Regions from separate parts of the Zea mays genome. Here all the other regions are linked to region 1. A link is a contact called in public Hi-C data. All regions are on one chromosome and are shown on one strand. Each heading gives the region's core, a stretch centred on a gene start, on an enhancer-like site or on the middle of the called end of the contact. The rest is flanking DNA. Distances are from core to core; before and after follow the strand shown. Region 1 holds the start of LOC100279570. Region 2 holds the start of LOC100191856 (chorismate mutase). Region 3 has its middle 70 kb from the start of LOC100191856.

Region 1 (4,723 bases), core at 842-3,341:
AGCCACACAGCTCTGCCCAGGAGACCGGCCGGGCCGGGCCGGGCCACCACCACCGCCAGCCGCGGCGGCCTTGCGTTTCCACCCAGCTTCCCTCCCGCGCGGCGCCGACGGACGCAAAACGTCGCACGTGGGCCACGGCCAACTTCAGCCCGCGGTGATCACTCTGCTCTGGCATCTGGGCCCCGCGCCATCCCGCTGGGTCGCCTACTTTTCAAACCCAATCCTCGGCGAACTACTACTCAGGAACATTTGCGAATGCGCGGGTGGCCCACAGCTCAGTCGCGCCTGCTACACAGTCCAGTAGTATACCTCTGTTATTATTACTCCCCTATGGAAATTTTCAAACTCAAGTTGGTTCATTCCTGGTCTCATTCTCATGAAACATAGTGCTAGGGAAAAAATAAGTTTCATTTGATCAATTGGATGAACAGTTTCGCCTACAGCTAACAACTAAAACAGTGCGAGGGATTGGTTGGTTGTACGATTTCATGTTGTTTTTTCCTATGCTAGCTAGCACGTAGTGTTTCGCATGTCGCGTCGTCGACCACACCCCCGCCGGCGGTGACGACGATCTCTGTTCCACGCCATGTCCGGCCGCGCGCCGTCCTCCCCTTGTGTCTGTTCCTCCTCCTGCACAACTGCAGAGTGCAGACCCCTCGTGTCTTGCTCTGTTACCGCTGTTTCGCTCTGACAGCCAAGCCAGCGCTGCGCAGTTGACCATTGCGGCGTGCGCTCGAAGACAATCTGATCCAGAATCTCCTGCGATGCCAATCTCCCAATCCATCCGATCCGTTCCGTCAGTCCTTGGTCGGCGACATCTCGAAGAGCCGGCCGGACAGCGCGGTGACGAACGCCGCCTTGAAGCTGGGGTCCCGCGTCAGCGTCATGGCCATCTGCTCCGCGAGGTTCCGCCGGATGAGCTCCGACGCCGCCGCGGCCACGGGCGGCTCGCATTTCACCGCGCCAACCGCCTGCTGCTGCTGGTGCTGCTGGACCTGCTGGTGGTGGAGCGGCGCCGGAGCGGCGGCGACCGGCCTCGGCGGCGACGGCGGCTTCTTGCTGGCGCCAGGGCTGGAGCCGTCGTGCGGCGCCTGCGCCTGTGGCGGGGGCTGGCCGTGGTTGTGGTCGCCCTCGTACGTGGCGACCAGGATGGTGGGGTCGTCGGCGCTGCGCTGCACCTTCTTCTTGACTGGGCAGGCCGGGGCGAAGGAGCAGCGGAAGTAGGCCCGCGGGCAGGGGTTGTCCTTGGTAACCTTCTGCCCGTACTTGCGCCACTGGTACCCGTCCTTGACCACCAGGCTGAGGTCGGCCGGGTCGGCGTGCACGTGCAGCTTCGACACCCTGGGCTTGCACTCCGCCTCCCGGATGCGCTTGCACGGCTCGCCCGAGGTGCACTCCGTCTGGTCCGGCGCCACCGCCGGGTAGTGCTGGTGCAGTAGCTGCTGCGCGGGCGGCGCGGTGTCCGTGCTCTCGCTCTTGCGCTTCCGCGACGGCGACACGGACCCGCCCTCCGACGTGGACGACGGGTGGTTCCCGCAGGCCGTGGCCGCCGCGGCCACCATCTCCGTGTACTGCCCCCGCAGCGCCTCGTACTTGGAGGCCACCTCGGCCAGCGCCTCCGCCAGGCGCCGGTTCTCCTCGCCCATCCGCTGCAGCTCCGTCTCGAGAGCCGCGACCTGGGATCAAATCAAGGGGACAGTCCGTTAGAGTCTTTGCTCGTCGTCACGCCCGCCGTCTCCGTCCAGTCCAGGTGGGGTGGGTGCATGCTTGCGTCGCACATAGGATCGGAGTGTAGTGTATATATGCGTACCTCTGGTTCTTTCTTTGGAGGCGGCAGGAGGAAGTTCTCCTCGACGAGCAGCTTGGGCCTGGGCAAGGCGACGGCCACCGGCGCCTGGTGGTGGAGGCTGAGCGGCGGCAGGCCGACGCGCAGGTCAAGGCTCAGAGAAGGCTGGCTGCTGATCCATGGATCCATCTGCTGACTGCTTCCTTCTTCCACCTCGGTGTCCAGGTCGACAAGAGACGTGTAGAGCGGTCGACGGAGAAGAGAACTTGGAGAGTAGAGAGAGGAGGAAGAGGAGTAGAGACGCTTGAGAGTTGGAGTGGCGATTGCTCGGGACATGGCGTGATTTATATAAGGACTGGGGACTGGGGGACTCGACGACCCGGCCGGGAATATCGAAGGAGGATGGTCCGTCCGGGCGGTCTCATCGGCTAGAAGAAGAGAGAGAGAGAGAGAGAGAGAGAGAGAGAGAGAGAGAGAGAGAGAGAGAGAGAGAGAGAGAGAGAGAGAGAGAGAGAGAGGCGCTGCCAGTGCCAGCCCAGCGCACGTCGCCATCACTCGCACACGCGCCTGTCCTCTTCTCCGGTCGCGCGGCGATCGAATCAGCAGCTGAGCTGAGGCGAGACGAGAGACCGCATAAACAAACAAGGGGCCGTGGAATTCGCGCACGCGAATGTGGCGGGGGAATACTGCTGCTACAACTACTAGAAGAATAGGCGAGTGGTGGGGCCCGGGGCGGGGGTCGGAGGACGACGACGACGAAGCGCACTGGAGGTTGCCGATGGACCAGCAGGAGAAGACGTGACTGACCGTGATGGCGACGCCGACGCCGTGGCCTCTGCCTCTCTGCTGAAATATTTTTTTTCAGTGCTGGTACGCCTATTTGTCACGAGTCGGGTGGGACGGAGGCGGGTGAGCGAAGCCTTGGTTGGCCTCGGATAGCATGTCGGCCTGCGGATGAGCCGCGAGAGGATGACGGCGATGGTCGCCTGCAGGTTGGGTGGCGGTGGCTCCGGAAGTCAAGAAAATACACCACCACACATGCCTAGGAAAGATCGGCGGGGGGACCAATTGACGACTTTAGCTTGTTGACCAGCCTTTCTGGTCGGAAGAGCGAGAGCCTGGTAGTGGTAGCTTAGTTAGCACTAATTAATCCGGCAGATTTTAGACTTTCTCTGTTTCTGTTTTCTAAACAAACTTTTTTTTACAAAAAAAAGAAAAGAAAAAAGAGAGAGAAGAGCATGCGCATGTGGTGGTACTGCTGGTAGCTCTAGTCTAGGTGAGGGAAAGGTCGCTCCTGATGGCTGCGGCTTAATTTCCTTGCTAGGTGAGCTCCGGAGGCCCAAACTAATGGAATCAGAATAATCCGGCGAACTAGCTACCAACAAGTAAGTAGTATATACGTATCGCCGTGCCGCCGCCGTTGCCTAATTCTGACTGACCAAACATCCTTTCATAGTGCTCGCCGCACGGGGGGCGAGGATCAGTACGTACTTGCACCGTTTCTTTATGACCACCTTTGTTGCCGAGGTTTTTGATTGATTAGGCCGCCGTATGTAAGCAGAAGCGCTGTTCTTCTTTTGACTGACACGTCGCATGCAGGCGCGCGGCTTGTCGTTACCTTTGCGTTCTAGTACTTGTGCAGAGGTTTCTACAAAGATTTTGCGAGACCGGACCTGGAAATCCGTCTGTCTGCTGTCTTCGTTTCCGCAAGGCGTACAACTGTTCCTGTTCCTTGTTACTCGATCGGCCGACTACTTGCTTGCGATGGCGTGTATATGGCTAACAAGTTGAGCTGACCCATACGAGGAGTTTAATCGGTTTAAATTGGCTTGGAAGAGTAAGTTTTCCACGCTGGTTTTCGTCGTGATTGACTGCGTCGTCCGTTACCTTCGTCGCGCAGAAAACCTCGAGGGCTGGGGACGGATCGTAGTCTCTCCCATGTACTGGATCCTCTAGGCCACCACAGTCTACTACCACCCAGGATATAACCTAATTCTAGTATACTCTCTGCACCATGGTGCAATACAACACGCGCGGCGACGTCCCCGTCACGCCATGACACACAGTTCGCGCACATGTGAACCCACGGGGCGCCGCAATCCGTTGCGGCCCGGGCCCGGCCGGCCACCACATATATATATGAGTCTATCGTGGCATCACGGACGACGGACCGTCAGCTGCCGGGGAGGAACAGCAGTTATTAATGTGGCGAGAGACTTTTTTGCGTCCGGCATCTCGGTTTCCAACGCATTATCGTGTCCATGTCGTTGAGGAAGGTGGCTACTAGGACCTAGTAGCAGCTAGGAGGAGGAGAACCTGGACACTGGACTTGCTAGCTAGCTAGGAAGAAGGTCCAAGTTTTGCTCTACTTTTTTTGTCTTAAGATAAACGTATAAAGTATCGTTTTACGTGCTCACGTACGTCGTCGTCGTTCACGTCCAGGTCCATCATCAGTACAGCTCTGTCGCTGACCATAATAATAACCATCTTATTACTATTGTCGAAATAATAGATCGATGTGCCAGTATAGCATTGGTAGCAAGGTGTTTAAGCGGATGGTCCGGCCTCGTCCGCGGTCCAGACGGTCCGCGCCTCAGTTAGGGTTCCTAGTTTCTCACAGGATTTGTTGCCTAAAACCGTGGAATTAACTCGTGAAACAATTTGAAGCGGATCCAGTCCTCCCCTTTATATAGATGAAAGGCTACGGTCGATTGAACTCCCAACAATCGATCAAATCAAGTCTATTTCTCTTTTTTACCTTATGCATTAGGAGTAGCTCTAGTTTAGCCCTAATTTAGTATTTCAATCCCCCAAATTCTCCGCTTCTCTTCGACTCTATGTCGATTAGAGGAGTCTAGGTCGGCCTAACGAGCCTAGACAACACCTAGGATCTCTCCTCTCCGACGGGGTTCCTCCCAGGAGCGAGATCCAGGCGCC
Region 2 (4,723 bases), core at 1,643-4,142, 610 kb after region 1:
AAAAACAGATAATATTATTCACATATTTTATTATACAAACCTAAATATTAAAACATAATATTTAGGTACATTTATACCTTCGCCTTGGCAGAAAGCAATAATTCCAGTGTAATGTGTCAGCGATTACAAGATTGCGTGAACAGTACAGGGGTACTGTTCACCTATTTATAGGCATAGAGCGCAGCCTGTGTATAATTACATTTATGCCCTTTACAATCGACTACAATAAAGACACAGAACATCATGGGTCTTTTAGGTCATTTCATCTTTAAGTCGGTTCACCCCTTCGTCTTGAGGCATGTCACTATGCCGAAGCTTTATAGGCGATAGCTTCGGCGCTGCTCTTGAGAGGATCTACCGAAGGTGTTCTCTTTTTTTAGGATCTTCGGCTACGAAGCATACTCCCAACAGCCGCCCTCCTTTGACGGAGTCTTTTCTTCATTTTTCTCTCACGAAGATCCGGGCTTTCCCCCGGTGATCATCTCCCTTTTGGCGTGTTCTCCCGACATTACTTCTAGTTGTTAGACTCTAATGAAGTACTGGGCTTTGATAGCAATTGAAAGTCTCCTAGATGGGGGGGGGGTGAATAGATGAAACCTGTAAATTATACACTTTGAACACGTACTTCACCTAGGGTTAGGATTAGAAACAAATAATAATGAATACGGAGTGCGGAAGAGAGTTCTTCTTGCTATGAGTTGTTCAATCAATGTAGATAACTTTGGGAGCTAACTCATAGGATTGTGAGCAAGAGAACTTTTAGAGAGAGGGGAGAGGGAGAATCAAATCACAAGTTAATGATCAAAGCAAATGAACACAACGATTTGTTTCCCGAGGTTCGGTTCCCTCTCTCAACCGATCATCTAGACCGATTGAGTGCTTCTTCTTAATCTCAAGGATCACAAAGATCCCGCAAGGATCACCACACACTAAGGTGTCTCTTGCTAGCTTTACAAGTCACTTAGAGAGTTTAGAAGGAGATGAAGAAAGCATGATTAAAAAGTCAAGCAACAAGAGCAACAAATAAAACACGAATCACACTATCTCAAGTCACTAATCACTATTGATCCCTTGTCTTAATTGTGGGACTTGGAGATGATTGGAAGCTTTGAATGTGTCTTGGAATGAATTCCTTGCTCTTGTATTGAATGTGGATGCATTGAATGCTTGGGTGTGCTGAATGGAGGTGGTTGGGGTTGTATTTATAACCCCCACCACAATTATAACCGTTGGAGAGAAAGGAGCAGCTTTCTGTAGACGGGTGCACCAGACAGTCCGGTGCACACCGTACACGACACTATTCATTGTCCGGTGCCTGCCACGTCACTCGACCGTTGGCATGTGTAGCAGTCATTCGTTGGATCCGCCTGCCCCTGTGGCGCACCGGACAGTCCGGTGCGACCTGACGCCTGACCGTTTATGACTTTCTGACGGTTTCTGACTCCGGTGGCAGTCGACCATTGGCGAAGTTGACCGTTGGCCGTGGGCTCACCGGACAGTTCGGTGCACACCGGACAGTCCGGTGAATTATAGCCGCGGAGCGCTGAGTTTTTTCCGAGAGCGGTCTGTCCGTTGGGCGCACCAGCCTAGGCACCGAACACTGTCCGGTGCATTGCAGGCTGGTGCAAGTCTGATTCGCCCCATATTTATAGAAACGACCTAAGGGTCCATTTTCCTTACAAATGTATATGAACTTTATGCATCGGAGAAAAGACCAACTAGGCAAACTAGTTAGTCCATAAGTTTTGTGATGGTCGTCAAACACCAAAATCGATTATAGGAGATGGTTGAGGCTATTTCCCTTTCACGTGGTAACGACTACTTCAGTGCGTAACGATTACATCAACGGTAGGGCAACACGTGATGGCCCAAATTGGAAGGTCCCAATCAAGATACCAGAGGCTTACTACTCTTCTCGGTCCGGTGGTGCACCGGACTGATCTAGTGCGCCACTGCGCAGAGCAGTTTTTGGAGGAAACTCCAATGGCTACCACAACACATTCTTGTCATTCTACATAGACCTGATCACTGTTCTGAGTAGTTCTAGACATTCTTGTGAGAGCGTGCTTTCGAGATCTGCATTCTTATGTCGTGTGGCTGTGTTTTGCTCTTGCGTTGTGTTCTACTCCTCCCTCTTGCTGTTATTTGGAGTTGCAACTTCTATTGAACTTGTGTATGACTGCAAGAGACTCCGATCTGTGGAGATCCTTGCGAGGAGATCTATATTTGATAATGAAGATTGTGGGCTTAAGGTGATCATTGGATCACTTGAGAGATATTGAGTGCAACCCTCGTCAGTTGAGACACCACAACATGGAGTAGACAAGCATTTGAGGCTTGATGGAGCCACGAGAAAAATCATTGTGTCTTGTGTGCTCTATTTTCATTAGGATTCACTCTTAAGTTCTTGTTTCATTTTTCACATGTAATATTGCTCAAATTAATTCCGCAATGTTGTGAGCAACCAAGTGCAAGAACTTCTCTCCTTCTCACTCTTATGGATCTAGTTTTGTACTAACTTTTAATTTGTGTGCCAAGTTTGTGTTTAAGTTGTGAATTTCAGGTATCACATATTCACCGCTTCTAGGTGACTATCAACAATACTGTTTTGTTATTTCAGTGTTTTTGATTCAGTAATAGTAGTTTTTTTGAATGTCTGGTCGTTCGATTACAAGGATATTTATACCCGCCACCATATCACGCATACTCACGCTTACACACCTCAAATCTCTCAAATACTCCATTCCACGCTGCTATAGTTGGTGTTAGGCTTGATCAGCCGCTGACCATGTCTTTTTTCTGTTTCCACGCTTGAGCGGTCACTGCAGTACTGCACTTGGAGCTTGGAGATGGAGAAAACCGGTCATCTTGGGTCCCATTGGTGATTGGCCACTCCGACCATTTCCACCAACGGTCTGGACGGGTGGACTGACCACAAGTCGCCGACTCGCCATCCGCGTCAACACCACTGCAACCACCACCGCCGTGTGGGAGGCCCAAACCACGCGCCTTTCCCCACTGCACCAGGCAACCCACCAGCAGGCCGCAGTTCACGCTTGGCTGACGACCGACCCCCATTCGTTCTAGCCCTCCCTCCGACACTCCGATCCATTACTCGCTATGGACGCGGCGGGCGGCGACCAGCTAAGCCTGGCCGCGGTGCGCGACGCGCTGGTGCGGCTGGAGGACTCCGTGGTGTTCGCGCTCATCGAGCGCGCCCGGCATCCGCGGAACGCGCCAGCCTACGCGCCCGCCGCCACCGCTGGAGAACATTCGCTCGTGGAGTTCTTCGTCCGGGAAGCAGAGGCCCTCAACGCAAAGGCAAGCCTCTTCCTTTTTCGTGCTTTTCTTGTTCGTCCCTCAGTTTCCTCTGTTATTAAGACTTGTATTGCCTTGCCTGGATGAGGAACTACGCGGATGGGGCCAAACCACTGCGCTCTCAAGTTCTTGGTCGGGCAGAACCTATCGTTTGTTATTGTAAACGTGGTCAGCTTACCTATGATTCAAGGTGGCAAGATTTTTAAACGCCTAGACACCCCCGTTGGTTGTGTTTGGAATTCAGCTGAAACGTAGAGGCTACAGTTATCGCCATTGCAGATTACCTATTTTTGTCTGGTGAAATGCTCAACTTAGGTTTGATCTAAAAAAAATTTGGTCGGAGAGAGAAAGACCGTCCTCCTGATATTATATTTAAAAATAGATCGAAACATGATTACGGTCGAGAAAATTCTCGAACCGTGGCCCCATCCACTCTGCAACGACCAACCGAAGGGTGGGCGGGTGAGGCACAACAAAGGGATTTTTTTAACCAAGTCAGAAATTTGCCCTCGAGGGGGATCGAGAAGACAGGACCTAGAGGTGGTACTCGGAAGCATTAACCATTACGCTAGATGCCCTTAAGCACTTAGGTTTGATCTAACTAGTAAAGTAAACCAGCTGTAAAACTTCAGTACGAAATAAGTGCTTCTTCTTTTAGGTTCACATTATATGCAATCACTCCTTGATGAAACCCAGATCTTACCGGGGTAGAGATGGATTTGGTTCTTTGAGCACCCTTGACACTTCTCTACATGGCTTTCCACTGTGTTGATTTGAAGAACTGAATCCTATCTCTATTTGTTCGTTTCAAATTCACTTGGCACGAAAAAAATAAAATGTACTTCTTGTTATTTATCTAACTGAGTAACTAATATGATCAATCATTGTTTACTGATATTTCACTGGACAAGGAGAATGCCAAAACATTTATTTAAGTGGTTAAGAATGTTCTTACCCAAGCCAAATATCACAGAGGGTTTAGAGGCTACTGGTGGTATTGCTGCACATATACTGCAGCAATAACATTCTGTGATATCTTCTTCGCAATCTGAATACATGTGTGAATTTTTGTATACTGCAATAGTTAACACTCTTGTGCAATCTCTCAATACAAATGTGAGTTCTTGTAGGCTGGACATTATCAAAAGCCAGAAGATGTTCCATTCTTCCCTCAAGATCTACCCTCACCTCTCTTTCCTACAAAGCCTTCCCCAAAGGTGCACATCATCAGGCATTAACCTTGCAATATCAAGAACTGATGATATGATAATTGCTGAGATGCTGAACTTCTATTGCTTTTTATTAGGTCTTGCACCCTTTTGCTTCATTGGTCACCGTGAATGATGCAATATGGAAAATGTATTTTGATGAATTGCTCCCGTTATTCACTGTTGATGGTGATGAT
Region 3 (4,723 bases), core at 1,597-4,096, 540 kb after region 1:
ATTGAGTTCGCTGAGAACCCAGACTAGGGGCTTCAGATGCCTAGTGCATCGGATTAGTCCGGTGGTGCACCGGACCCTCCATACGGGAACAGTATTATAAAAATCACCAAATTGTCTACAGGAGTGGTGAAAGTCGCCTAGAGGGGGGTGAATAGGCAAAACCTGTAAATTATAAACTTTGAACATGTACTTCACCCGGGGTTAGGATTAGAAACAAATAATAATGAATACAGAGTGCAGAAGAGAGTTCTTCTTGCTATGAGTTGCACAATTAATGTGGATAACTTCGGGAGCTAACTCAAAGGATTGTGAGCAAGAGAACTTTTAGAGAGAGGGGAGAGGGAGAATCAAATCGCAAGTTAATGATCAACACAAATGAACACAACGATTTGTTTCCCGAGGTTCGGTTCCAACGAACCTAATCCCCATTGAGGAGGCCACAAAAGCCAGGTCTTTTTCAACCCTTTCCCTCCCTCAATCGATCACCTAGACCGATTGAGTGCTTCTTCTTAATCTCAAGGATCACAAAAACCCCGCAAGGATCACCACACACTTAGGTGTCTCTTGTTAGCTTTACAAGTCACTTAGAGAGTTTAGAAGGAGATGAAGAAAGCATGATTAAAAAGCCAAGCAACAAGAGCAACAAATGAAACACGAATCACACTCTCTCAAGACACTAATTACTATTGATCACTTGTCTTAATTGTGGGACTTGGAGATGATTGGAAGCTTTGAATGTGTCTTGTATTGAATTCCTTGCTCTTGTATTGAATGTGGATGTATTGAATGCTTGGATGTGCTGAATGGAGGTGGTTGGGGTTGTATTTATAGCCCCCACCAGAATTATAGTCGTTGGACAGAAAGGAGCAGCTTTCTATCGACGGGCCCACCGGACAGTCCGGTGCACACCGGACACGACACTGTTCATTGTCCGGTGCCTGCCATGTCACTCGGCCATTGGTGTCTGTAGCAGTCGAGCGTTGGATCCGCCTGCCCCTGTGGCGCACCGGACAGTCAGATGCGACCTGACGCCTGACCGTTTCTAACCTTCTGACAGTTTCTGACTCCGGTGGCAGTCGACCGTTGGCGAAGTTGACCGTTGGCCATGGGCTCACCGGACAGTCCGGTGAATTATAGCCATGGAGCGCTGAGTTTTCCCGAGAGCGGCCTGTTCGTCGGGCGCGCCAGCCTGGGCACCGTACACTGTCTGGTGCACACCGAACAGTCCGGTGCACCGCAGGCTGGTGCAAGTCTGATTCACACCATATTTATAGAAACGACCTAAGGGTCCATTTTCCTTACAGATGTATATGAACTTTATGTACCTGAGAAAAGATCAACTAGGCAAACTAGTTAGTCCATAAGTTTTGTGTAACACCCAAAATCTTATTTTTGGAATTATAAAGGCTCTCCAAAAGATTAAGCTAAAATGTCTATTTCATTATAATGTATAGAGGAAATAAATAGTGATATTCAAACTTTGGTAGTTCAAAACTTGAAGTTAAAACTTTGAACTGAGATTAAATGAGAAAAATAGAAAGATTCCAAATTGTTTAGGGAGTAAAATTATTCACTATAGTGCCTATGAAGCTATCTCTTAGTAGGAAATAAATTCAGAAATTCGTGCACAAATAAAAACATTTAGAATTATTGCCTACAGAATAATCACCAAAGGATCTAGGATGATATATTCGATTTTTTTTAGATTAGTGTATTTTATGAGTTTCATAGTAAGAGAACGTTTGTTTAATAGCTAAAACAAGATAATAAATAAATAGAAGTAAACTTTACATAACCATGCTGGACTTTTCTTAGCTGTGCATTTTAAATCCAAATTTTATTTGAGTTTGATTCGAAATATGGAAATCAAAATAGAAAAAAAGAAATAAAAAGAAAAAAAACCAAAACAACAAAAAGAAAGGAGAACCATACCTGCGTGGGCCCAAAGCCACGGGCGCGCGGCCCAATTAGCCCCGCGCGGTCGGATTCTATCACGCCCACTCGCACTAGCCACTGCCACATGGGCCCACGCATCAGCCGGAAGCCGCACCTGCGCGTTTGGACTCCCTCACTGACTATTGGGACCCATGTGTCATATTCATCCCCAACCTCACCGTGAACCTCGCAGATGGTTGCAACTAACCCCACGCGCGTGCTCGACCGAATTTGTTGGCGTCAGTTGCGATTTGGTGGGCCCCACGCAGGAGGGATCGTTCGCAGTCCGGCTCCGCATGCGTGTATAAAGGCCGGGGCCATCCTCGCTAACCTCGGCGCCGGTGCGACTGGTCCTGCTCGCCGGGGAACACCGCTGAGATCTATTCAAGCGCTCGCCGCCCTTATGTCCTCTATGCGTGGTCCTGGGCGTTCGGCTGATCGTGTCGCACGTAGGAGGCACATAGCAGGGTGAATATGGAAACCACGGTATCGGCGATTTCTCACCGATGGTCGGACGATGTCGGCGAGCCGAAATCCCATCGCGGACAGACTTCTGCGGAGGCTCCCATCCCTAGTAAGAAGCTTATATCATCTTCTATTAAGCTCTACTTGTGTTGCACCTCCTGCGTTGGGGTTTAGCCGGAGAATCGTGTCGTTGGGATGGGCTCCGGTGGTACGCCACCGCAGGGAAGACATGTGCCACTGTCCTGCCGAGCTGTGGGGGGGGGGGGGGGGGGGGGGGGGGGAGACGGGCCTATGTACGTTGATCACAAAATGAGCACTGGAGATTAGATCTAGTATCACCCCTGCGTCGGTTTGATCTAAACCGGAGATCGGGAGATGGAGGGACGGCGTTAGTATCTAGTTGTTTCAAAATCCGGGCCGTCGATCGCTCGTTGGGCGGCTCGGATTGCATACCGGTTTAGTATATATAACTTCTAATCTGAGCCACCAGAGTCTGATCGGATGGCCCTAGCTCACCCGTACCCCTTCGAGCCGTCTATTTTGCTTAAGAGCCCCTGCAGATCTAGGGTTTTAACATGCCGTCCTTGGCATGTGTAAAATAATTGGGATAGAGTCCAAGATATTTATAAGCTACCCTGTATTCTTTAGAATGGTAACAACAGTCCGTAGCTCTTGTTTTTAGTAAAAAGAATTTTAGAAAATGATTTATAACATAGAAGTAAATCACATAATATTAGAAAAAAATATAAGTTGCACATTTTAACTCCTTTTGATCCATTCCAGTGTGACACCCTAGGTGTCTATTTCGTGTTATGTTGGGAGATTTATCCTAATCTCGGATCCATTCCAGTGTGACACCCTTGGTGTCTATTTCGTGAAATGCTTAAGTGTCCTGATACAAATTGAAACTTGATAACTAAGTCATAATGATTTGAACTTGAGAAATTGGTGATAGTGTCTCTCTATGATTTTGCTTGGTGATTTAGTTAAGTGCTCTTGTGCTAGCAAACTAAAATTACTGCGTGTACAATTTTGGTTGTGCGTGTAATCTAGTTAAGTAAAATATGTGTTTTGTAGAAAAATCATATAGAAAAGTTGTACATAACTTTATTATCTTGCTCGTGTTAAAAATTGACAGCCATAAGTCTGATCGTTTAGAAGCTATGCTTTTCACATGTTCAGTAACTGAATCTGTCCAATTTCAGTACAGATTCCAGAGATTGCATTGTTTGCTTAAGTTCAGTTTAGAATCAGTCCTTATAAATTATGGTCGAGAGGGTTATTGCTTCCAGGATAGATGGTCGAGAGGGTTATTGCTTCCACAGGAGAGGACCAGGAGGAGTAGTGTGGCCAGGCTTCGCCATGTTACTCGGTTTTCTCCGTTAGTTATTTCCGCTGCATTAAAAATTTTGGTTACTGTTTCTGAAACTCTGATAATGTAATCACTAATGATACTTTCTTAATTTATGGTATTATGCTTTATTTTATTTCTCTGTGCCTCACCTTCGAGTGAGCTAGTGGTATTCGATCCTGGATAAGTGGCTTTATCGGACTAGATCCGAGGGACTAACGAGTTATTCCGGTTTAAGTGTGTTGCTACCTTTAAGGGTATGACTTGGCCACTTAAGCTGGAATAATTTGGACGGTTTCGCCATAGCTGGTATCGGAGCGAGTACCACTTCAGAGAAGTCAATAAGTCATGAATACCAACTTTTTAAAAGTAAAACTTGCTTAGAAACCAATGTTGGATAGATCGTCAGGACGGTAAAGATAAACCTATGACGTGAAGCCTTAGGGAATAGATGGGTAGCTTGGTGGCTATTTATATAGGCCATAAAGGCTACTACTACTATTAATAAGGATGTTGTAGAAGCACCCGAAAAAGTAGTTAGGTCTGAGAAGACGTCTAGAATGAGCATGCATCATGATTGTCGCATTATAATTGTCTCTTGTGCACCAACATGCTTCTCTCACCTTCATTCTAATAATAAGAACTTGTGAATATTTTAACGCACTGCTATGTTAGGAACTTAAGAAATGCCTTACCTCGTGTCAGATTGGTAAGTCTTGTTAGGTCGTGTTATGTGTTTCACTTGTCTTGCTATCTAGGTGGTATTGTAATTGTTCAACCCTTTTTGCAAAAAAAATGTTGTCCATCCTCCTCATGAAAAGACCCCCAAACAACCTTGAGTTTAGCAAGTGAAACCTCTTAAAAAATCATGCTTATGTTGGTATTCTCTACCCCTTGTGTGTTGTACCCTTGAAGTTACACCTGCACGGTTTGTGGATCCCCATAGCTTGACCGCTAGACCAACCCAAGTCT

Evidence for each region. Hi-C and Micro-C count contacts between places; a contact is called where the count stands out from the background.
Region 2: a contact with region 1 is called in a Hi-C map of ear, with 2.6 times the contacts expected there. The contact joins the promoter of LOC100191856 here to the promoter of LOC100279570 in region 1. A contact is called at or near these places in 2 of 25 Hi-C or Micro-C datasets (bundle sheath and ear).
Region 3: a Hi-C map of leaf shows a contact between it and region 1, with 6 times the contacts expected there. The contact joins the enhancer-like site here to the promoter of LOC100279570 in region 1. A contact is called at or near these places in 2 of 25 Hi-C or Micro-C datasets (bundle sheath and leaf).

The regions. Positions count from the first base shown.
Region 1 is chr5:94,904,605-94,909,327 of Zm-B73-REFERENCE-NAM-5.0, reverse strand. It overlaps LOC100279570, which reads right to left and starts at 2,091. Exons shown (of 2, transcript NM_001152567.1): 1 at 1,811-2,091; 2 at 392-1,676. The coding sequence starts at 1,975. The coding sequence ends at 798.
Region 2 is chr5:94,295,547-94,300,269 of Zm-B73-REFERENCE-NAM-5.0, reverse strand. It overlaps LOC100191856 (chorismate mutase), which reads left to right and starts at 2,892. Exons shown (of 5, transcript NM_001137280.2): 1 at 2,892-3,321; 2 at 4,449-4,535; 3 at 4,625-4,723. The coding sequence starts at 3,121.
Region 3 is chr5:94,365,359-94,370,081 of Zm-B73-REFERENCE-NAM-5.0, reverse strand. No RefSeq gene overlaps it. Among protein-coding and RNA genes, the nearest start is that of LOC100191856, 70 kb to the right of the region's middle. Within about 2 kb of position 2,846, at least 17 of the 20 cell types and tissues checked have an H3K27ac peak or open chromatin away from gene starts, as enhancers often do. A contact at or near this core is called in bundle sheath and leaf, where this site is marked.